Linked DNA regions of Sus scrofa: all the other regions are linked to region 3. Evidence: chromatin contacts called from public HiChIP or PLAC-seq data. All regions are on one chromosome and are shown on one strand. Each heading gives the region's core, a stretch centred on a gene start, on an enhancer-like site or on the middle of the called end of the contact. The rest is flanking DNA. Distances are from core to core; before and after follow the strand shown. Region 1 overlaps RASAL2 (ras GTPase-activating protein nGAP). Region 2 overlaps RASAL2 (ras GTPase-activating protein nGAP). Region 3 has its middle 21 kb from the start of RASAL2.

What was found. HiChIP or PLAC-seq counts read pairs in DNA pulled down with a chosen protein or histone mark.
Region 1: a contact with region 3 is called in an H3K27ac HiChIP or PLAC-seq map of alveolar macrophages. The contact joins two enhancer-like sites. A contact is called at or near these places in 1 of 47 Hi-C or Micro-C datasets (fetal heart ventricle) and 1 of 2 datasets of contacts at active chromatin or transcription factors (alveolar macrophages).
Region 2: an H3K27ac HiChIP or PLAC-seq map of alveolar macrophages shows a contact between it and region 3. The contact joins two enhancer-like sites. A contact is called at or near these places in 1 of 47 Hi-C or Micro-C datasets (embryonic fibroblasts) and 1 of 2 datasets of contacts at active chromatin or transcription factors (alveolar macrophages).

What each region holds. Positions count from the first base shown.
Region 1 is chr9:120,110,227-120,112,926 of Sscrofa11.1, forward strand. All of the region lies in intron 1 of RASAL2 (ras GTPase-activating protein nGAP), which reads left to right. Among named protein-coding and RNA genes, the nearest start is that of RASAL2, 170 kb to the left of the region's middle. Within about 2 kb of position 1,410, at least 13 of the 83 cell types and tissues checked have an H3K27ac peak or open chromatin away from gene starts, as enhancers often do. A contact at or near this core is called in alveolar macrophages, where this site is marked.
Region 2 is chr9:120,142,849-120,145,548 of Sscrofa11.1, forward strand. It overlaps RASAL2 (ras GTPase-activating protein nGAP), which reads left to right. Exons shown (of 18, transcript XM_021063720.1): 3 at 1,216-1,340. Among named protein-coding and RNA genes, the nearest start is that of RASAL2, 200 kb to the left of the region's middle. Within about 2 kb of position 1,298, at least 5 of the 83 cell types and tissues checked have an H3K27ac peak or open chromatin away from gene starts, as enhancers often do. A contact at or near this core is called in alveolar macrophages, where this site is marked.
Region 3 is chr9:119,918,633-119,921,332 of Sscrofa11.1, forward strand. No RefSeq gene overlaps it. Among named protein-coding and RNA genes, the nearest start is that of RASAL2, 21 kb to the right of the region's middle. Within about 2 kb of position 1,384, at least 14 of the 83 cell types and tissues checked have an H3K27ac peak or open chromatin away from gene starts, as enhancers often do. A contact at or near this core is called in alveolar macrophages, where this site is marked.

The sequences.
Region 1 (2,700 bases), core at 160-2,659, 190 kb after region 3:
AAGAAAAAAAAAATCACCTACTGAATTTGTGATTGTTTTACATATTTGTGATTGCTTTTGAGAAGTATATATGTGTTTTTGTACTCATTGAAAGACATAGAGAAACAGATGAGGATTAATTGCTCTTCTCAGGTTTAGCCATCAGCTGTGCAGTGGAAAGAGGCTTATAGAGCTGAGAGTATTTTAACTAACTGGTTAGATTTTAAAAGTGCCATTATAAGATTTTCTTTTTTCTTCTCTTTAAATCTGGGAAGTAATGGCAGGCTGACTTAAATGATGTACATTAGTTGACCAAACCAGTCTAAGAAAAAGAATGTTTCTTCCCTTTATTCTTTTCAGCTTATAATTGTTTCTGTATCAAAACGGCTATAGGATTATTGGCTCTTCCTTTGTCAAGTTTACCTCAAGAATAATGTGTTGACTCATGCATGGCACAGTGATCTACTAGAACCTGTCTAATGGTAACAGATGGAAGTTGCCTTTTGTTAGCGCTAACATGTGTAGATTAGGTTTTTCCTAGATATTTCCAAGAAAAATTTATTTGTATACATTACATAATCCTGAGTATCATTCGCAGTTTAAATTGATTTTTTCCTCTTTTTATTTCAATGTTTTAACATAAGTAGTTTTGAATTAGAATAAGAAACAAATCCATTTCTTCAGATATGTGATGTAAAAAGAAAAACAAGAGCTAACATTTATTGAAGTCTTGCAATATGCCAAGCACTGTCTAAATGCTTGACAGTTCTTCTTTAATCCTCACCACATTGCTGTGACGTAGAAACCATCGGTCCATTTTGAAAGTGGAGAAAACTGGGTGACTGAGAGGTTAAGTATGGGACTAGAGCTGGTAAGCAGTGGGGATTCCTTTTCAGGGAGCCTTACTCAGAGATTGTGCTCTTAACCTCTTGACCAGTGTGCCTCTCAGCAACAGTGATAATAATGAGAGCTAGTATTTGCTGAACCAGAATTTCTTCTCTGTGCCAGCAATTGAGAAATTGTTCTCAGCTTTTTCAGATAAACCAGGATGGGGCCATCGGTCCTGTCATGGCTCTGAGCCTCACTACCAAATTCTTTGATCTGAGTCTCTTTCCAAAGTGTTTTTTTTTTTTTTTTTTTTTTTTTTTGCCATGCCCACTGGCATGCAGAAGTTCCCAGGGCAAGCCACAGCAATGACAGTGCTGGCTCCTTAACTGCTAGGCCACCAGGGAGCCCCTCAAAGATCTTTGTGAACAATTCATATGTACTGAAAACCAAAAGTGAGTTATATTAAGCAGCTCTGTGTAAGAACCTGTAAGTACCAGGGACTGTGAATTAGTATCACCTTCCAGTATATTGAAGTACTGTATTTTCTTCTGGGGAAATTGAAACCTTAGAGAGTCATATGAGAAGCGTAAGTTTCAACCTGATGTTGCAAATGCCATGTATATTATATGTGTCTTATAGCCAGCATTTCTTTTCTGATTCCTAGGGTCTTTAAGTAGACTTGAACTAGTTAAAAATAGGTTGTTCATTAGTAACAGGTGGTTCACTAACTAATAATAGAGGAAGTTAAGCATATGTGGGCTCAAAGTTAGCATTTCCATGCCACCTACACTCTGTACCATGATAGAGGAGTTAAATTATGGATATATTTAAGTGCTTTAAACGTTGTTTTCTTTTTTGTCCCTCAGCTTGATATTGATTGGCTTAGGTTTGGAGCTTGCCTTTAACCCTTTTCTGATTTGTTGGGTCCTAGCTATATATTTTTAAAGTGAATAATTTTAAAATTTAATCTTAAATCAAAGTAGTAGATATACATAGTTGCAAGTGTGTGCCACAGGATTGAAATGCAGAAGAGCAGTTAGCTTCCCTACGCATTGCTTCAGCCAGTTTCTGGCTGTGCAGGCATCCACTTTCAGCTCCTATAGCTTTTTCTACTATTTGCCTCCATATTTTAAAATAATTCATGCATTTGCACATAGCCATATGAAAATATAGATAGACTTAGATGGTTTCCAACACTGTTTGGAACTATCTTCCACTTTTAATCTATTTTTAAAATTCTCTCTCAACACACTCACAAACACACACACACACACACACACACACACACACACAACACCATGCTCTTATTCCCTTTTATAATTGAGAAAAGGAGTTTCAGAGAGAATAAATCATTGCCCCAAACTCATGGAAATAGTAAATGGCAAATTTGAATATAGTTATCTCACTGTACAGCTAAATTCATGTTTCATATGCGTTAGATTTGTTCAAAGTGGGACTGTATAGTGATTTCACCCACCTTTTTAATTCCAAAGTGGTTAATAGTAATGCTAACAAACGTTTTTTGTGTGCTTGGTATGTGCGAAGCACTTGATGTGTTTTAACTGTTTTGAATCTCACACAAGTCCCTAAGAGAATTATTTTTGTCATCCCTATTTTAAAGATGAATAAATTGAGGTTTACTTAGGTTGAGTAAATTTGTTCAAGGTCATTCAATTTATAAATAGAAAAACTGGAAGCTTTCTTTCTTTCTTTCTTTTTTTTTTTTTAAGGGCTGCACCTGTAGCATATGGAAGTTTCCAGGCCAGGGATTGAATCTGAGCTACGGCGGCAAACTATGCCACGGTTGCAGCAACACCAGATCCTTTAACCCACTGCACCAGGCCAAGGATTGAACCTGCACCTCTGCAGCAACTCGTGTCACTGCAGTCAGGT
Region 2 (2,700 bases), core at 48-2,547, 220 kb after region 3:
GTTTAGACTCAGAACTGGGGCAACACCCCCTTTCAGTCATTGTGTGGACTTTTCCAGCTGTTGTCACGGCAATTGTCAACTGTCAGGGTACTGGTGGGTGTGTCATTTAGCATGCTAATATATTACAATGAATGTGTAATGAGGCTCAAGGTCTCCTGGAGGTCAGGTCTTCCACCATCTTGGGTCTAGTTGGTTTCAACCAGTCTGGTTTTTCCCTTTGCAGCTTCCTCTTTTTGTAATTGAGCCTGAAACCCAGATAAGGGCAATTAGTCTCCAGTTGAGGGAGGGGCAGGGGTATGATTCTGGAGCAACAGCCTTAGTAACATAATTCCTGACATATTTTGTCCAACTGTTTAAGATGTTACCAATACTATTCTTAATTCTGCTAAAGGTTACTAGTGAAATCTCTTTATGAAAAGTCTTTGCCCTCTATCTCCAAACTAAGATGATGGGTCTTTTAGAAAAAAAAAAAAAAAAAAAAAAGAACATGGAAATATCTCATTACTCTACAATGATACAATGAAAGGCAGTACGTAAGTTGTGAAATAGTGGCATTAGAAAGAGATCTTTTGTAGCATTCATGGTTCTTATTCCACATAAATAGAAAAAAAATTTTTTTTAGGATTTCAAAAACCAGTCTCACTTTTGGAAGAAAATATGCCATTTTATGTAAGTATCTATGCAAGTTTTGACTGAAAATTTCGATAGATAGTATATATAGTATTTTATTAACTGTCCGTTAAGTGCTTACTTCTAAAATTAAAGAAAATATGGGTGATTTTGCTACTTTTATCTAACAAAACCGTCTTTTAAGAGAATTCTGGAGTGAAATCTTTCTGGTCAACGTTTATTTCCATTCACCTTATTGAGCATTAGGCAGGATTGGGACTTGTGAGCCAGTTTCTGATGTTAAAGAATTTTATTTGTGTGGGTGTTTTGTTTCTGAGCTAAGCAGAAACACAGCTGGCTGTGATTTGTACATACCTCACCTAAGCTAATTTACATACTCACCCATCCTGATCTTTTAGTTTTCTTTTTAAAGAAAAGCTTCCGGAAGGGGTTTGGTGATACTTTGACCATCGTATTTACTTTACCTCTAGTTTCTTCTGTTTTGCTCTGGTGATTACAGACGCCTGCCTTCATTAACTAAAAACATTATTCAATCAGAAGGTAGTTATAACACGATTACATTTCATCTCTTCTTTGCTTAACTAGATACCTGTGGAAGGAGGACAGGAGCAGCCGACAGATTCCACCAAAGGGCGATGCCTGAGGAGAACTGTCAGTGTCCCCTCCGAGGGTCAGTTTCCTGAGTACCCACCAGAGGGCCGCTAAACTGGGTAAGCTACTGTGTAAAAGGAACGACATGCCTGATTTTTATTTGGTAACTTATAGACTTGTTATTGAGTGTTGCAATAAAACAAAACACCCGGCATTTACTGTTATGTACATGCTTTAAAATATAGTGTGTTAACCGAAAGTTAGAGGTCATTAGAAAGTTTTATTCCTTATAACCAAGAGGCAGCAAAGTTATTTTACGGAGATAAAATATTTGTCTGAGCCCAAGTGAAGTTACCCTAAACTCCTAGGCAAGTTGGATGGTGTGTTATTTCTGAATTTACTGTTTGGCTTGAAATTTTGAAAGTGTTAGGTGGTCTGTTTTGGATGGAAACAGTATTAAATGGTTTGAGCCCTGCTGACACAGCTATTAATGTTGTCTTGTATAATGTAATGTCAGATCAGGCTAATTTAACTCAGCTAATTTTATATGGCCCGTGTTAAGTTATATTCAAGACTGTGGTTAGAGTGGGTGACAGAAGGGAGACATCAAAAAACACCCAAAAAACAAAAAACCCACTGGAATTGTTACACAAAGAATTCATGTCAGTATCAAAGTGGCTGTTTCCCTATTTCCTACCAAATGACTCTGTTTAGTGTTTTGCAGGCTTACTAATCAGTATTTAAATAATTAGAGCAATCGGGTTAATTTTAAGGGAACATAATTAAGATTAAATAAAACAATGAAAGAATTTTAAAAGTACGAGTTTTCTTTGGTGTTTTGTGGTATTATTGTTTGCTATTTAGTAGGTAGATAAAAGGGAAGAATTGACTGTCTCTATGTTAGTTAATGTGGATGATGCTGTGACTTTGTTGTATTTTTGAAAATCAAGGTTTTTGGCTTTTTGTCTGTTTTTGCCTTTTTCTTCTTTTCATTTCATTTTCTAAGTGGAACTCAGATTCTTAGTCAAAATTTGAGTCCTTTAGTTCTCATTTTATCCTCTGACATTTGTTGCTATTATGGAAGTTAGGTTAGCAAACACTTCTGTGCCAGGAGTCACACTTGGAAACGTCAAGTTTTCCTTTTATCCTTTCCCTATTGTACTTCTTTAGCATCTGTTGAAACCAGTTTAGGTGTGGGCTTAAATTATATTGCAAGCCTGTCTGGCCGTAACCATTTAAGAGCCTGTTTGTATTTCGCCTATTAGTTATAATGGATTGGACTGGGTTGGAATCACTTTCTTTCAACTCCTTTGTTATCATTATTTGCAGTGTGATGTTGGTGACTATCTTTGTCACTTCTTCAGGTTCCTTTGACTGCTCACGCTTTGATCCCTAAAAGTCAATTGATTTTGAGGAAGTGTAATTATAGTCTGAATAATTATTATGATTTTATAGAAGAGAGAAATATATAGTAAATTG
Region 3 (2,700 bases), core at 134-2,633:
TTGATATTCACTAATGATCCATTGCGGGTGCTGTATTGCATTGTGGAACATGCAGATTCCACAAAGCTCATCTTTTCATTAGATCCCAATATCATGGCATTGGAGCAACTGGTAGAAGGAGGTGGTATTGCCTAAAAGTTACAAGCACAGGCTCTGGAATCAGTTAAACTTTGTTTACATATATTTTTTTCTTTTTACAGCTATACCTGTGGTATAGGGAAGTTCCCAGGCTAGGGGTCAAATCAGAGCTATAGCTGCCAGCCTACACCACAGCCACCGAAACAATGGATCCTTAACCCACTGAGCAAGGCCATGGATCAAACCCGAGTCCTCTGGGACACTATGTTGGATTCTTAACCCGCTGAGCCACAACAGGAACTCCTGAAGTCAGTCAAACTTGAGGTTCGGTCCTGATTAAGCCACCTACCAGCTACGTGATCCAAAGCAAGATTACCTTTTGTCTCTAAAGTAGGGATAATAAGAACACTTATCTCATAGGGTTGTTAAAGAAGATAATGCATTTGGGGGGATAATATTTTAGATATATTAACTTTTCTGTTATTAGTGAATTCCCTTCCTGAAACTGTTGCTTGGGGTCTACTTCTTGAAGCAGAGTGGAGGAGGGGGGACACAGGAGAAAAATGGAGAAAAAGGTGTCTTCCTCACTGGGGATCCCCAAACTCATTAAGAAGTTTATGCCATGGAGTTTATGCCTGGTTGTGGCTCAGGAGGTTAAGAATCCGACTAGTATCCGTAAGGATGCGGTTCATCCCTGGCCTTGCTCAGTGAGTTAAAGGATCTGGCATTGCCACAAGCTGTAGTGTAGGATCTGGCATTGCTGTGGCTGTGGCGTTGGCTGGCAGCCACAGCTCTGATTCAACCCCTAGCCCGGGAACTTTCATATGCTGCATGTGCAGCCCTAAAAAGACCAAAAAAAAAAAAAAAAAAATTATGCCAGGCAGTCAAACACAACTGAAACCAATAGCAAGAGAAGGATGGTCTCTAGGCAATTTACTTTCCCTGAAGAGTAGAAAAAACTCCAGGAGAGAAAGAAAAGGAGTTGAGAGAGAAGTGTGTGTGTGTGTGTGTGTGTGTGTGTGTGTGTGTGTGTGTGTGTGTGTGTGTGTGTGTGTGTGTGTACAGGGAGGAGGGTGTCACTGCAGAGAAGTCAGGACTTATCAGAACCAAGCCATAGGAACAAGGAATAACTCAGCAAGCTATCTCTGGCTGGACACTCGGCTGGTTATCTACTGCTCTGTCACAATTTACCCCCAAACTTAGCCGTCAAAGGAAACACACAAATATTGATTTTTTTTCACAGTTTCAGAGTGTCAGGAATCCGGGAGTGGCTTAGCTGGGTGGTTTCCACTCAGGGTTTCTCACTAGATGGCAGCGAAGCCATTGGCTGGGCTGCCAACATCTGGAGACTTGATTGGAGCTGGAGAATCTACTTTTTTTTTTTCTTTTTAGGGCCACACCCCCAGCATACGGGCATATGTTAGCTCCCAGAGCTAGCCAGCCTACAACACGGCCACAACAATGCCAGATCTGAGCCGCATCTGTGACCTACCCTGCAGCCTGCAGCAACACCGGATCCTTAACCCACTGAGCGAGGTCAGGGATGGAATCCACATCCTCAGGGACCCTATGTCGGGTTCTAACCCACAGAACACAACGGGGACTCCTAGAGAGTCTACTTTCAAGGCCACTTACATGGCTGTCGGCATGAAGCCTCAGTTTCCCACCTTGTGAGTCTTTCCATCAGTTGCTCAAGACATGGCATTTGACTTCTCGCAGGATGAGGGATCTGAAAGAGAGAAGAGAGAGAGAGCAAGACTGAAGTTACAATGTCCTTTATCACTTAATCTTAGCTCTGTCATGTAACCACTTCTGCCCTATTACATAGATCAACCCTGATACAGTGTGGGCAGGCCCTAAAGGAGAATGGTGAGAACCACGGCAGGTTACTTCAGAGCCTGGCTCTCAGAGACACTGCGATGGGTTTGTTGGAGCAGCCAGCCATGCGTGGGGGCAGGCCACCTGACTTCCCTGAAATTTTGATCAGCATCTGTGGCTCTGCCAGCTCAACTTCCCTTTGGCATCATTCGAGGACTTCTCTTGTACAGCAGACTTCCCCTTATTTTCCAGGGCCTTCCAGGAGGAGTGGTGGCCACCCAGCTCTTAGACTTGGCTCCTTCCTGCTTACCCTGTGTGCGTGACCCCCATCTTGCCATGAGCCCCAAAGAAGGAGACCTGGTCTTATTAATGGGTAGGTGTACTTAGGAAACTCCCTCATTATCCAGCATAGTAGTTAAACATACTCCAGCTTCATAATAATAACTAATCTTACTATATGTTTATTTATGAGACACTGTGAAGTCTTTCCGATGAGAAAATTAAGGCCCAGAGAGATTAGGTAACTGGGTAAAGGCAATAACTATTAGGTGGTAAAGCCAAGATTTGAACCCTCTAAACCTGGTACTAAATCCATGATCTCAATGTCTGTTTCTATAAATTCAGCACAGAGCCAAGTGTGAGTAGGTATTCAGTAAATGTTGGTTATAATTATTAATTTTTCTCATTGGAGAAAAAGGTACATTTCTACATTCAAGAAGCTAAAGAATTGGTGTAGTCATTTAGAAAGGTACACATTATGTTTTTGTTACTTTCTTTGTTACTCTCATTGACAACCCAGCGAAG